2 separate regions of the Sus scrofa genome follow, and region 1 is linked to region 2. Evidence: chromatin contacts called from public HiChIP or PLAC-seq data. All regions are on one chromosome and are shown on one strand. Each heading gives the region's core, a stretch centred on a gene start, on an enhancer-like site or on the middle of the called end of the contact. The rest is flanking DNA. Distances are from core to core; before and after follow the strand shown. Region 1 has its middle 65 kb from the start of ZNF217. Region 2 holds the start of ZNF217 (zinc finger protein 217).

Region 1 (5,648 bases), core at 2,848-5,347, 64 kb before region 2:
AGGGATCTGGTGGTGTCACTGCCAGGGTGCAGTTTCAGTCCCTGGCCTGGGAACTTCTGCATGCTGCAGATGCGGCCAAAAAAAAAAAAAAAAGGAGTTCCCGTCGTGGCGCAGTGGTTAACAAATCCGACTAGGAACCATGAGGTTGCGGGTTCGGTCCCTGCCCTTGCTCAGTGGGTTAAGGATCCCGCGTTGCCGTGAGCTGTGGTGTAGGTTGCAGACACGGCTCGGATCCCGCGTTGCTGTGGCTCTGGCGTTGGCCGGTGGCTACAGCTCCGATTCAACCCCTAGCCTGGGAACCTCCATATGCCGCGGAAGCGGCCCAAGAAATAGCAACAAAAACAACAACAAAAAGACAAAAAAAAAAAAAATTTTTTTTTACATGGTCAGATCTTTCATTGGCCTTAAAATTATTTTCTTAATTGTATTTTTTGCGTTTCTTTTTTGGCCAGACCCTGGATCTGCGCTCTCAGAAGCCTTGTGCTCTAAACAAGGAAAAAGCATTTCCTAATTGCTTTAATTTGTTTGTTTGTTTTTGGCTATGCCTGGGGATTCTGAAGTTCCCAGTGCTGGGATCAAGCCCCTGCCAGTAAGCAGAGCCACAGCAGTGACAACGCCAGATTCTTAACCTGCTGAGCCACCAGGGAACTCCTGTGGTGTTTATCACTCCTAGAATTCCTTGAAGGTGCATCTCTCTTCCACAGGTATATTTATTTCCTTGTCGTTTCTTCTAGCACAAAAACCTAATGCATTTTACATACACGGTTAATTACAGGGGCCCTATGTACACAAGGAAAACTGTGGTTGGAAACTTTTAATTGGGCATACAAATGGCCACCTAATGTTCAAATTAAATGGTTAGCCATCCAACCACTGCATTGTAAATGCAGGGGAAATTTCTCCCACAACGATTCATGATCTTAAACGGTGCCTGAAGTTCAATGGATGTACCAGTAGCTGAGATGGACGTTCATTCATGCATTCGCTCATTCATCAACACAGCTCTTGATGCCTACTGTGTGCCAGGCAACCTGCCAAAGAGCGTGGCATAGGGCAGCAAATATAACCTGGCCGGTCCTGGTATCACGGAGCACTTGTTCTATACACCAAATGCTTTGCCTTTTTCAATTTCCTTGGCGAAGGCCAAGTCAGGAAAGTTCTGTTGTGCCTCCTCTTTGAAGGGTGCTGAGGGAGAGGAGAGCAAAAGAAGTATTTTGTTTGTTTGTTTTGTTTTTCCTTCTTCTTATGTCACCCCTGCAGCATATGGAAGTTCCCAGGCTAGGAGTCGAATCTGAGCTGCAGCTGCCAGCCTACGCCACAGCTCACGCCAGATCCTTAACTCACTGAGAGAGGCCAAGCATCGAACCTGCAGCCTTATAGATACTAGGTGGGTTCTTAACCTGCTGAGCCACCATGGGAACTCCCTAGAGTAGATATTTTAAGCTAAAGAGATAGATGAATTAACACAGTAAATAAGAAAAATACATATCATTTGAAATTGTAGTATGTGCTATCTAGGGAGTTCCCTGGTGGCCTGGTGGGTTAAGGATCTGATGTTGACATTGCTGTGGCTCAGGTCACTGCCACGGGTGTGGCCAAAAAAATAAATAAATAAGCGCGCTATAGCATCATCCATGTGACATTTTACAGCTACCATTTACTGTGTGACTGCGCATACTCCCAAGAATCCCCCCAACACTGTTTTTATAGTGAAGCAAATACCACATTTCTGTCTTTGTTCACTTCAGACTGACGGATGCACGTTGTGCTCCATCCAGCACGGGGAGGGGAGAAAGACAGAGGAGAGCAGAACAATTCGTGCCCCTGAGGCGAGGGCCACCAAATGAACACGTCATTTCCATGTAATGTGCCTTGATAGAGCAACTACAGGTTGTTACAGGGACACCGGTGCTTTCTAGAAACTCCTGGGTTTCCTCTTAAAATACAGGAAGAGGGAGTTCCCATGGTGGCTCAGCAGGTTAGGACCCTGACTAGTATCCATGAAGATGCGCCTTGGATCCCTGGCCTCACTCAGTGAGTTAAGGATCCAGCATTGCTGCAAGCTTTGGCGTAGGTCACAGACACAGCTCAGATCCTGCATTGCTGTGGCTGTGGCGTAGGCCTGCTAGCCTGGGAAGTTCCATATGCCGCAGGCATGGCCCTAAAAAAAAAAAAAAAAGAAAGAAGCTAATAAATAAACAATGAATACTGCACCACATTAAGAGAATGAGAAAGAAAATTCCAGTGTATGGTCATCTCAACAGATGCAGGGGGAAAAAAAGCAAAGAAATACAGGAAGAAGCGGGTCCAACCAAGAGGCATGGAAAGGACACTCCAAGTGGCTAGAACAGCAGGAGCAGGGACCTCAGGCCAGCATCTGCACATTAAAGGCGGGAGTGGGCTAAGAAGGGCAGAACTACTCGCCCTCTGATATTCCTTCCCAGGTCCTAAAATGTGAGGTGGATGTTTTCCGTAACCATTCACCTGTCCAGCTAAGATTGCCGAAGTCTTTCCGTGGAAAATCCAAAGTTTAGAATGCCCAGGTATTTACTTTCATCAAACTCTTTGACAAATAAACATAATACAAAAATAAAAATGTCCCTCCAGAGTTCCTGCTGTGTCACAACGGGATCCGTGGCATCTTGGGGGCACTGGGACATGGGTTGGATTCCCGGCTGGCCAGGCACAGTGGGCTAGGGGTCCGGCGTTGAGGTTGCCGCAGCTTTGGCTAGGGTCTCCGCTGCCGTTCAGATCTGATCCCTGGCCCCGGGAACTCCATGTGCTGCGGGGCAGCCAACAATAAAAAGCTCCTCGGTGGCTCAGTGGGTTAAGGATCTGGCATTAGCGTTGTCGCTGTAGCAGCTCAGGTTGCTGCTGTGGCGTGGGTTCAGTCCCTGGCCTGGGAACTTCCACGTGCTGCAGTTGTGGCCAAAAAAAAAAAAGTCTCTTCATGCCTATTGAAATCTTTTCCCTTTTCAAAATCTTTTGAATAAAATGCTTCTTTACTGTGAATTCCATTCTACTGATTTGTTTTAAGAAAATACCTCTCCTAAAGAAAGAAAAAGCCATCTTTGATCTGACTTAACAAAAAGATCTAATCAAACAATAAAATCTGTGAGAAAAAGGAGAAAAAAGCAGCAAGCTTCTTTGAGCCACATCAAATATATGAAAGAGAAAATACTTCATTTAAATGCTGAAAAAAAAAAAAACAGCTTGAAATGCAATAACCTCTGCAGAGTAACTGAAACCACATGTTGATCTGACAAGAGTTTCTAAGACACAATTAAAGGTCATTTCGTGTACAAACATCTCATTCCTCATTGAGAGGCTTGAATTGTTGTCACCATTTTTGGCCACTGTGGGGCAGGTGCTGCAGCCTGGCGTCATCCACAGTGATGCTCCAGATGGGATTAAGGTAACGCTGCACACACCGGAAGCTTGAAATCGAACCCCCCAGGAAATATACTACCTTGGATTCCCGCTATTCCGCCTTGACGTCCCAGGCAACGAGGACTAAATACCTTATAGAAGCCTTGCTAATTCAAAGCCTGTAGCCCTCCCATGGACGTGGTTGTACTCAAGTCTAAAAATAGGCTTCCTTTCTGCATTGCCTGCCTCCACCTGCATGGGGCCCTCGGGGTCCAAAGAAAGCCGTTTTGTGTGCCTCACCTGGGAGCAAAGGTGTGCCAGCCACAGACTGGCATTTGGAAATGTCTTCCCGCAGCTGGGAAGTTTCCGTCTGAGAGTCTGCACCGGGGGGGGGGGGGGGGGTCTTTGGAAAGCGACTTTTTAAACTGCTCTCGGCCCCGGGGGCTGCCCCCTTTCACCCCCTCCCTTTAAGAAAGGATGTGCTGGGGAAGGACTTCAAAGTCCTCCTTTCAAAAGGGAAATCGCATCTAGAAAGCTTTTCTCAGAAGGAGAAAGAGACAAATTATTTGATTTGAAAGAGAAGTAAATCTTAGGAACAAAATGAGGGAGGATCAAAGAATTGGTTCGCCGTGAACTGAAGAAGTGACCCTTTCCGGGGGGACGTGCCTTTACCCTTTCTGATCCAGGCAAAGTGTGTTGGAGGCAGGACGTTTACGCGAGAATCAAAATAAAGAAGTGAGTCTGCGTTCCAGAAAATCACGTGACCTCTCCCTTTCTTTTTCTCTCCCCCCCCCCCACTCCTCCCTCTTTCTTTGCACCTCCTTCCCTCCCTCCCTCTCTCTCTCACCAACTTTAAAAGATGTGCTGGTTTTCCACACTTTGGGGAAATCCATGGGGAGGGAGAGACAAAAAATGAGAACCAGGCGACCTAAGAAAGCAGCCCGAGTCCCCCCCCCCCACACACACACACACCGCCCCACCCCTTTCTTCCTGCCCCGCATCTGCCCCCCTTTCCCCTGCCCAGCTCACCCCTCTCCCTGCTTCTTGCTCTTTGGACCTGGCAGGTGAGCCCAGCAGGCAGTAGATAAGTTGGGGAAACTTGGGGTGTTTTTTTTGTATTTTTAATTTTTCGAGTAAAATCTGAATACAGTCTGGTTGAAAAGTGGAAAAACTCGAAGCAAAACAAAATTAAAAAAAAAAAAAAAAAACACATTTTTCTTAGGGGTGAAATCATGTGTGAGGTGCCTCTTCCAGTTCTAGCTTCCTGGTCTCCATCCCCCCTCAGCAAGGGCTCTTCTCAATGAACTGTGTCCCTCCCAGACCACAGAGGTATGGATATATCTGTAAATCGAAATAGAAGGAAGGACTCCGTGAACTCAAAAGCAGACAATTGTGACCAAAAAAAAAAAAAAAAAAACCAACAATTTGCAGAGTCCCATAAAATTAAGACAGATCATTGTTCACAGGTATGAGTAAGAAAAACAAGAGGGAACACACATACAAACATTAAGAATAAAAACACGGAGTTTCCTGGTGGCCCAGCAGTTCAGGATTCAGTGTTGTCTCCGCCATGGTGGGTTCGATCCCTGGCCCTGGAACTTCTGTATGTTGCGGGTGCTGCCAAAAAATGTAAGAAAAAAAATAATTTTTAAAATTAAAACAGATATAATTCCAGGTAGAGAACAGACGTTTTCAATTTTTTGGTACTATTATCATTTGGCTTGAAAACTCTACTTTTGTCTAGGGAAAAAAAATGAATTGCCAAAATTAGCCTAATCAGGTGTTCTATTTACACCTGGAAGTATTCCTTTTCCTCACCTGTTGGGTCAATGCAATATTTGTTAAATATGTTGTAGAAACTGTGGCGGAGCTCGCTTTCTTTTATCACGGAATTATTCTATTCTCAGGAAACAGGATGGGTTCAAGTGTGTAAAATTTTTTTTTCTTTGCCTTTTAGGGCTGCACCCTTGGCATGTGGAGGTTCCCAGGCTAGGGGTCTAATCGGATCTACACATGCCTGCGGTGTACACCACAGACACAGCAATGCCAGATGCGAGCCGCATCTTTGACCTACACCACGGCTCAAGGCAACACTGGATCCTTAACCTACTGAGCAAGGCCAGGGATCGAACCTGAAACCTCATGGTTCCTAGTCGGATTCGTTTCTGCTGCACCATGACAGGAACTCCTAGCATTTTTTTTTAATGGCCAAACTCATGGTATATGGAAGTTCCCAGGCCAGGGATTGAATTTGACCAGCAGTTTCAACATACATCACA
Region 2 (6,248 bases), core at 1,557-4,056:
TTATTAGATCTGAGACTGCAGTGGCAGGCAGGAGCTGGGGAGAAAATTAGAAGTTAGCTAAAGGCAGAGGTCTCCTATCACTAGGATTAAATCAGAGCCAATGGCGCGATTTTATAAGCATACACTGGGTAACATATCTTAAGGAGGGCCGGTCTGTTTGGATAATTGTGAAATATGAGGTGTAGCTGATGTTTGTTGCATTACAAAGCGATGAAGTGGGGTCTTTCGTCCTCTCCCCGGATAACGTGTGCAGAGCATCAGCTCCCACTTGAAGGGACATTTCTAGTTCCATTGTTTGTGTTGCCTGCGTCTCAGCAGCACCTGACTCTAGAGATAGTCTAGATGGGGGCGGGGGGAGGGGAGACGTGGGGGGGGGGGCGATGGCAAAACAGGATTACGCGAGGGCGGAGCTAAGTATATGGAGATCAACGTTCGATTTTCATTTCATACTAACGAGTTCTTAGCTTTACTACGAAACCAAATGCTCCTAGTGTCCTCCTGTTGCTTTTGGAGTTTCCATTCTTAGTTGTTTTAACTAGACATACTTTCCAAATAAATCTTAAGTGTGAGTCTCCACCTTCTAAGAGGCGAATGTGTCGCACAGACGCCCGAACCGCGCATTCAGATCACTCTACGTCCATTTAAAAACACAGTTTGTGTTTGCAACCCAGGACTCAGCCACTGGCAGAATTTTGCAACGACTTCCCAGTTTTGTTGGCACGTCTCCAGGAATAAGGTTCTTTGTAATTCTTTGCTCAAACATAAGGATCGCCTATAAAACTCTTAGCAGATAGATCAATTCATACAATTATCTTTCAATTTTAAAAGCTACAACATAATGTGTTTGTTTTGTTTTGTTTTTGTTTTTGTTTGTTTTTGCTGGGCGCGCGGGGGGGGGGGGCGGGTGGCAGAGAAGAGAGGAGAAACAGTTACTAACAAACCATAGGATGCTATTATGCTCACAAAGTGGTAGCTCTGTGAAGGCATAGGGAAAAGCACCCCCCCCCTTTTTTGCTCAGAAAATAATTCAGTAGCAACAAGGTCTGAGAACCAGGAGCCTCATTGTTCTTAGTGAAACGATTATTTGTCAAAACATTTGATTGTTTCCCTATTTCTACTGAAAAGTTTGGACTGTTCTTTTTGCTCTATTTTTGACACTAGGATTTTTAACTATCGGTGCTATTGTGTTTACAGCATTCAAGGTTTCAGAGTTCAAAGGTTATCCATTAACATGTAGAGTGAGGCTGCACTAAGTGAAGACTCAATTTGGTTTCACTTGTTCATAGTTTCTTTGTTTTACAGCAATGCCAGAAGTCATTTGTTTCGATAAGTTAAATGAAGTTTCTTGTTGAGGAAGAGTGTGTCTTTGGACTGTTTTTGGGCTGTGACTATTGATAAGGCTTTAAAAAATATATTAAAGAAAGATGTTCATCTTCCCTGAGAAAAGAACTCTGGTACTAGAAACGATCAATATTAGTATACTTGAGTGGAAAAAAAAAAGAGTTCTGGCCTAAGAGTCTACTTCTGGCCCTGCTAATTAATGGTGAGAAGTAGTTGGTGTGCTTCCTTTTTAACAAAGACTAACCAGACCATATGTGGGGTTAGGAGTTATACATAAAATGACAGCAAAAACATCACACTTGGCAAATTCTTCCCCTTTGCTAAGAAACTGTCCCCTAAACTCCATTTCTTATTTATTAAGGATTGCATTGCTCACCAGCAGAGCATTTATGTAGGGCTTTTTTGGGTCCCGACTTATTAAAATATATGCTTTAAGTGCCTGTCTTGATATATTTTAAGATTTCCCCTTTTGGATACACTGAAGGCCAATACAAAAAAAAAAAAAAAGAAAAACAAAGAACCCAAAAAACTTCGCTATTTTGTTTGTGGTGACTTGCATAGCTCCCTTTTGTGTTTGTATCTTGGGACAGAGAATTTGGTGGATGTGACTGTTACTTCTGTGGTTCCTCCTAGGGGCTTATTTAAATGGGGTAATATCACTGGCCTTCGGAATCATAACTTTTTCTTTTTTCGTGAGCAAATAAAAAAATGGCTGGGAAACGCTTTACGTGAAGAGGGGAAAAGCTAGTTTTTGTTGTTGTTTTTGTCCCTAGTTTAAAGCCTGGTTTCATCCACGTGGATTTCTATCAAAGCCAAGTGGATTCCTGGAACCTAGGCCAAGTTTAGAAATCTCAAGTTTTTACAGCAGCGCAAGCCCTGCCCTTTTAGAAAACCAGCAACCAGGCATTAAAGGATGCCTTAATGAAGATACTAATTTAAAAATATTTTAATCATCTTTATTCATCGACCTTTCTCATGCTTGAAGAAAATCCGAAAAAATATTGTTTGTGCACAGCTGTCTCCTCACCTACCCAAATAAGTGTAAACGCTTTTCGCCTATTAGTAATACCGGATGACCCAGGAGTTCGGGCAACCAGCCCCTCCCCTCGCCCGGGCACACCTTGCAAGGGAGGGGGAAGCGGAGAGGCAGAGGCCTGGAACTGCGCCTGCGCACTGCCTTCGTGGGCCCCCTCCCCGCATACCTGTCACTGGAACTGCCGGGCGCGCGCCGGCCACGTTAAGCCGGATGGCGGGAGGCGGGGGTGTAGGGGCGGTGAAAGGCGCGCGCGTGCGCGGGAGTCGCAGGGCGAGAACAGGGAGTGCGCGCGCTCCTCGGCTCGCCCGCGTTCCGGAGGCGGAGTCCTCGGCGGTGGGCGGGGCAGGGGCGCGCCTGCGCAGATCACGTGGGTGAGGGGCGGGCCCGAGGGCGGGGCGGCCGGTGAAGGCAGGAGGCGGGGCGTCTCCGAGCTGCCGGGCCGAGGGAGGGCGCAACAGCTGCTCCCTGAGCACTTTCTGACCCAACAGTCCCCCTGCGCCGGACGCGCCGCGCCCCGGCGGCTCTAGGGACCCCCCGCGCCTGCACTGTCCCCGCGCGGACGAGTAGGGGGCGCCCGCGCCTTTGCCCCCCGTGAGCACCCCCCGCCCCGCTCACCTTAGCCCCGCGCCCGAGGTGAGCCCGGCCCCCAAATCTTCCGGGCGGGGGTGGGGTGGGGGTGGGGGCGCTGCTTTTGGGGGGGTCTTCAAGGAGTGAGGCGCTGAGGCGCCCTGAGGGATAGCCTCGCCCCTCGCCCAGTGGCCCCCTGCCTCTTTTGGGGGCCGGTGCGGGCGCGGAATCCGGGAGGTGTCCGCACAAAAGGCCGAGAGAAACTCCCCGTCGCCTCCCCTCCCTCCTGCCTTCCCCGCCCCCTCCCCTCCTCGCCTGCTCCCTCCTCATTCAAACCTCGGCTCGCTCGTGTGGTGTCAGTTCAGTCCCGGCCGCCGCCGAGCGAGGAAATGGCCGAGGAGCCGGAGCCGCAGGTAAAGGGGGCGCGCCCCCCCGCCCGCGCGGGGCCTTGGGGGGCGCCTCGCCCTCGCCCCTCCGGCGTCCCCCGAGCCCGCCCTCGAGTCTCCGGTGCTCGTTATCTCGCCCCCCTCCCCAGATTGTCTGCCCGCCCCGCCCGCCCCCCCATCCCCACTCTCTATTCGGCTCCTCTCGGGCGCCCCCTCCCCATCCGGCTTCTGAGCATTTCCACCGGAGAGAAGGTGTCGGGCGAGCCCCCGGTGTGTACTGTGTTTGACCATCACACTCACTCATGGAACCAGTCAAGATGGCTTGGGGGCGGGGGAGTCCCCCCCCCTTCCCTAGGTCGGGAGAGAGGGGCCCGCCGGAGGGGGCCCGGGGGCTGCGTGGGTGGCTGGGTGGGGGGCTGTTCCTGAAAAGTTGGGTGGCTCCGCCGGCAGGTCTCCGCGTTTGCCCTCTCGGCCGTGGGGGGCGGGCGGAAGGGAGCGGGCCGGCGCGGGGACCCCTGCGATGGCCCGGGAGGGGCCCGGGCAAGTTGGAAACAGCCAAAACAATGCGTCCTAACAGGCGTCCCCCGCAAACAATGGCCGGGACCGTCCGCACGGGCCGGGCGGAGGGCGCGTCTATAGGGGCCGAGGGAGGGGGCTTGGCCTCGCCGCGGACCCCGACGCGCACCCCAGCCAGCCCCCCAGGTTCCCCTAAATCCGTCCCCGGGAGTCCTGATCCTCTGCCCATCCCTGAGCAGGCGGTGCACCGGGCTGCGTTTCCTGGGTGTGTGTGTGATAAGGTTTTTTTTTTTTTTTTTAATTTTAAAAGATTTTTTTAAGAGAAAACTTTAAAAAAAATAGCCCTTAAACGCTTTAAGAATTATCTTTAATCACTCAATTCTAGTGGGAGACACAAAGCCAGCTGGAAGCAGAGCTAGGAACTCTAAGGGGCAGAAGGGATTGAAATGTTAGCCTAAAAGTGTTTCTTTCTTTCTTTTTTTTTTTTTTAAAAGGGAAGTTTCTGCCAGGAGGCGCTGAGTGGCGAAACCGCTCAGTTTCAGATGTAGAGCCCTCTTCACTCTAGATTTGGCCTCAAAATGCGAGCCGCACAGAATGGGAGGAGGGGTGGGCGCTACTGGGGGCTCCAGGAGGCTGGATTTGTGGCGGCCGGGGCGGTCCTGCCCCGAGGGGGTCAGACCTGGCCTGCGGGGTGCACCGGCCGTTACCTGCGTCCAGGGGGTCGGGACGGACGTTCAGGTCCCGAGTGGGAACCTTTATTTTAGGATTCGGGGTAGGGCCACCGAGGACGGGAAGCCGTATTCCTGGGCGGGTGGGTGGGGGTGGGGTGGGCGGGGGGGGGGGTAGTTTTCCCGCAAGGCGTAGTCAGGAGAGCAGGAAAGGGCCACCAGTGGCCACTTCTGGGACCCCAAGTAGCCTGTTCACACTTGGAGCAGTGAAAACTTTCTTTTTTCTCTTGTTGTTTCTCCCAAGAAAAGGAGAGTCCCTTCAGAGTTTTTAAGGCCTTGGAGTGTTGTTCCCCTTTGAAATTCCTTGAGCCTCAGTTTATCTTTCTGGATCAGCCTATAGGGCTTGGAGCGTTGAGCTTGAACATTCCTTAACGTGTATTAAAGGTATGGCGGGTACGGTGGTTCTTTGGCCCGTCTGGGATCCTGTGTTATTGACCACCGTGTATACTAGCTGGTTTCCTGGTTTTCTAGATTGTTGGGAACCATTAAGCTGTATATTTTAAGAAGCCTAGGTCTGATTTAGTTCAGGTTGATTCAATTATGTCTTCATCGCTTTTGAGTTGGTTGAATGAGTTGACATGAGATTAAGCTCAACAAAAGAAAAGGCAGGGTAACAGCAGCTGCCGGCCGGGCCTGGCCACTAGGTAGGGGTCTTGAGGAGGCCTTTCACCTTCTCTTTTGTATGTGTCAAGAAGTACATTTAAAATGTTCTTTACTGTACTTTTTCTCTCCCCCCCCCCCCCCCGGAATGGAGGGACTGCCTTGATTGATAACCAATAAGACTTAAAATGCTGGATTTTGTAATACTTTGAGAATGAGTAATAGATCTAGATTTTCTAAAAAGCCTTTAGTAGAGAAGTGACAAGAACAGAATAATAACCTAATTGCTTTTTGTCTGAAAAATATAACAGTCTAACCACTAGTTTGTGCTTGCTTAGTTAATGTGTGCTAAGAACTTTTAAGGTGTGTCCTTAATGGTAGATTACTTTTTCTGAGAAGTCCTGTTTATTTTAGATACTGTTTTGTTTAGGATTCTAAAGACTGTAGTTGTGTGTGTGTGCGTGTGCGTGTGTGTGTAATCCTGGTGTTTTAGTCAGAGAGGACCCCCCCCACCCCAAACTGCTGCCATTTTAAGTCAGTTATATTTAAGTATTCAATTCAAGAGGCAATGACTTATTTAAAAGTTTTTGGTTGTCAGTAGCTGCAAGCCAAATTTATCATTCATTTAGCTGGTTTGGTAGAATAGGGTTAATAATCTGATTGTTTGGAATTTTAATTATTTGGCTGAGGAGGGAGGCCGCTCCTTTAGAATTGCACATTGATTTGCATGCTGGAGGAGGAAGTAGAGAGATCATGCCTTTTCTAGGTAAAGGACACATACTTTTCTTTCGTGTCCAACTTTTCAGTCCTTTTATCTTCCCAGCACCGTCTTAGCACTGCAGTTTGACCTTTGCTGTGTTTTTAATAACTTGTAAGATCGAAGTTTAGTAGTTGTCTTGGGTTCATATTATTCCCTTTCACTTCTTAATCAAAAAAAGGAACTAGTGCTCCCCTTAGATAAAACGTGTAGAAGATATTTCCCCCTTCACCCTGAAGAATTGATTTAGATAACAGCTTGATTCCCCCCCCCCCCCAGTATGGGAGGAAGAAGGAGGGGTGGAGACATTGAGTCTG

The links. HiChIP or PLAC-seq counts read pairs in DNA pulled down with a chosen protein or histone mark.
Region 1: an H3K27ac HiChIP or PLAC-seq map of alveolar macrophages shows a contact between it and region 2. The contact joins the enhancer-like site here to the promoter of ZNF217 in region 2. A contact is called at or near these places in 2 of 5 promoter capture datasets (fetal liver and liver), 25 of 47 Hi-C or Micro-C datasets (alveolar macrophages, blood, embryonic fibroblasts and 11 more) and 2 of 2 datasets of contacts at active chromatin or transcription factors (alveolar macrophages and skeletal muscle).

Annotation. Positions count from the first base shown.
Region 1 is chr17:54,693,945-54,699,592 of Sscrofa11.1, reverse strand. No RefSeq gene overlaps it. Among named protein-coding and RNA genes, the nearest start is that of ZNF217, 65 kb to the right of the region's middle. Within about 2 kb of position 4,097, at least 50 of the 83 cell types and tissues checked have an H3K27ac peak or open chromatin away from gene starts, as enhancers often do. A contact at or near this core is called in alveolar macrophages, epiblast stem cells, fetal liver and 6 more, where this site is marked.
Region 2 is chr17:54,628,313-54,634,560 of Sscrofa11.1, reverse strand. ZNF217 (zinc finger protein 217) reads left to right here and starts at 2,806. Exons shown (of 6, transcript NM_001123217.1): 1 at 2,806-3,010.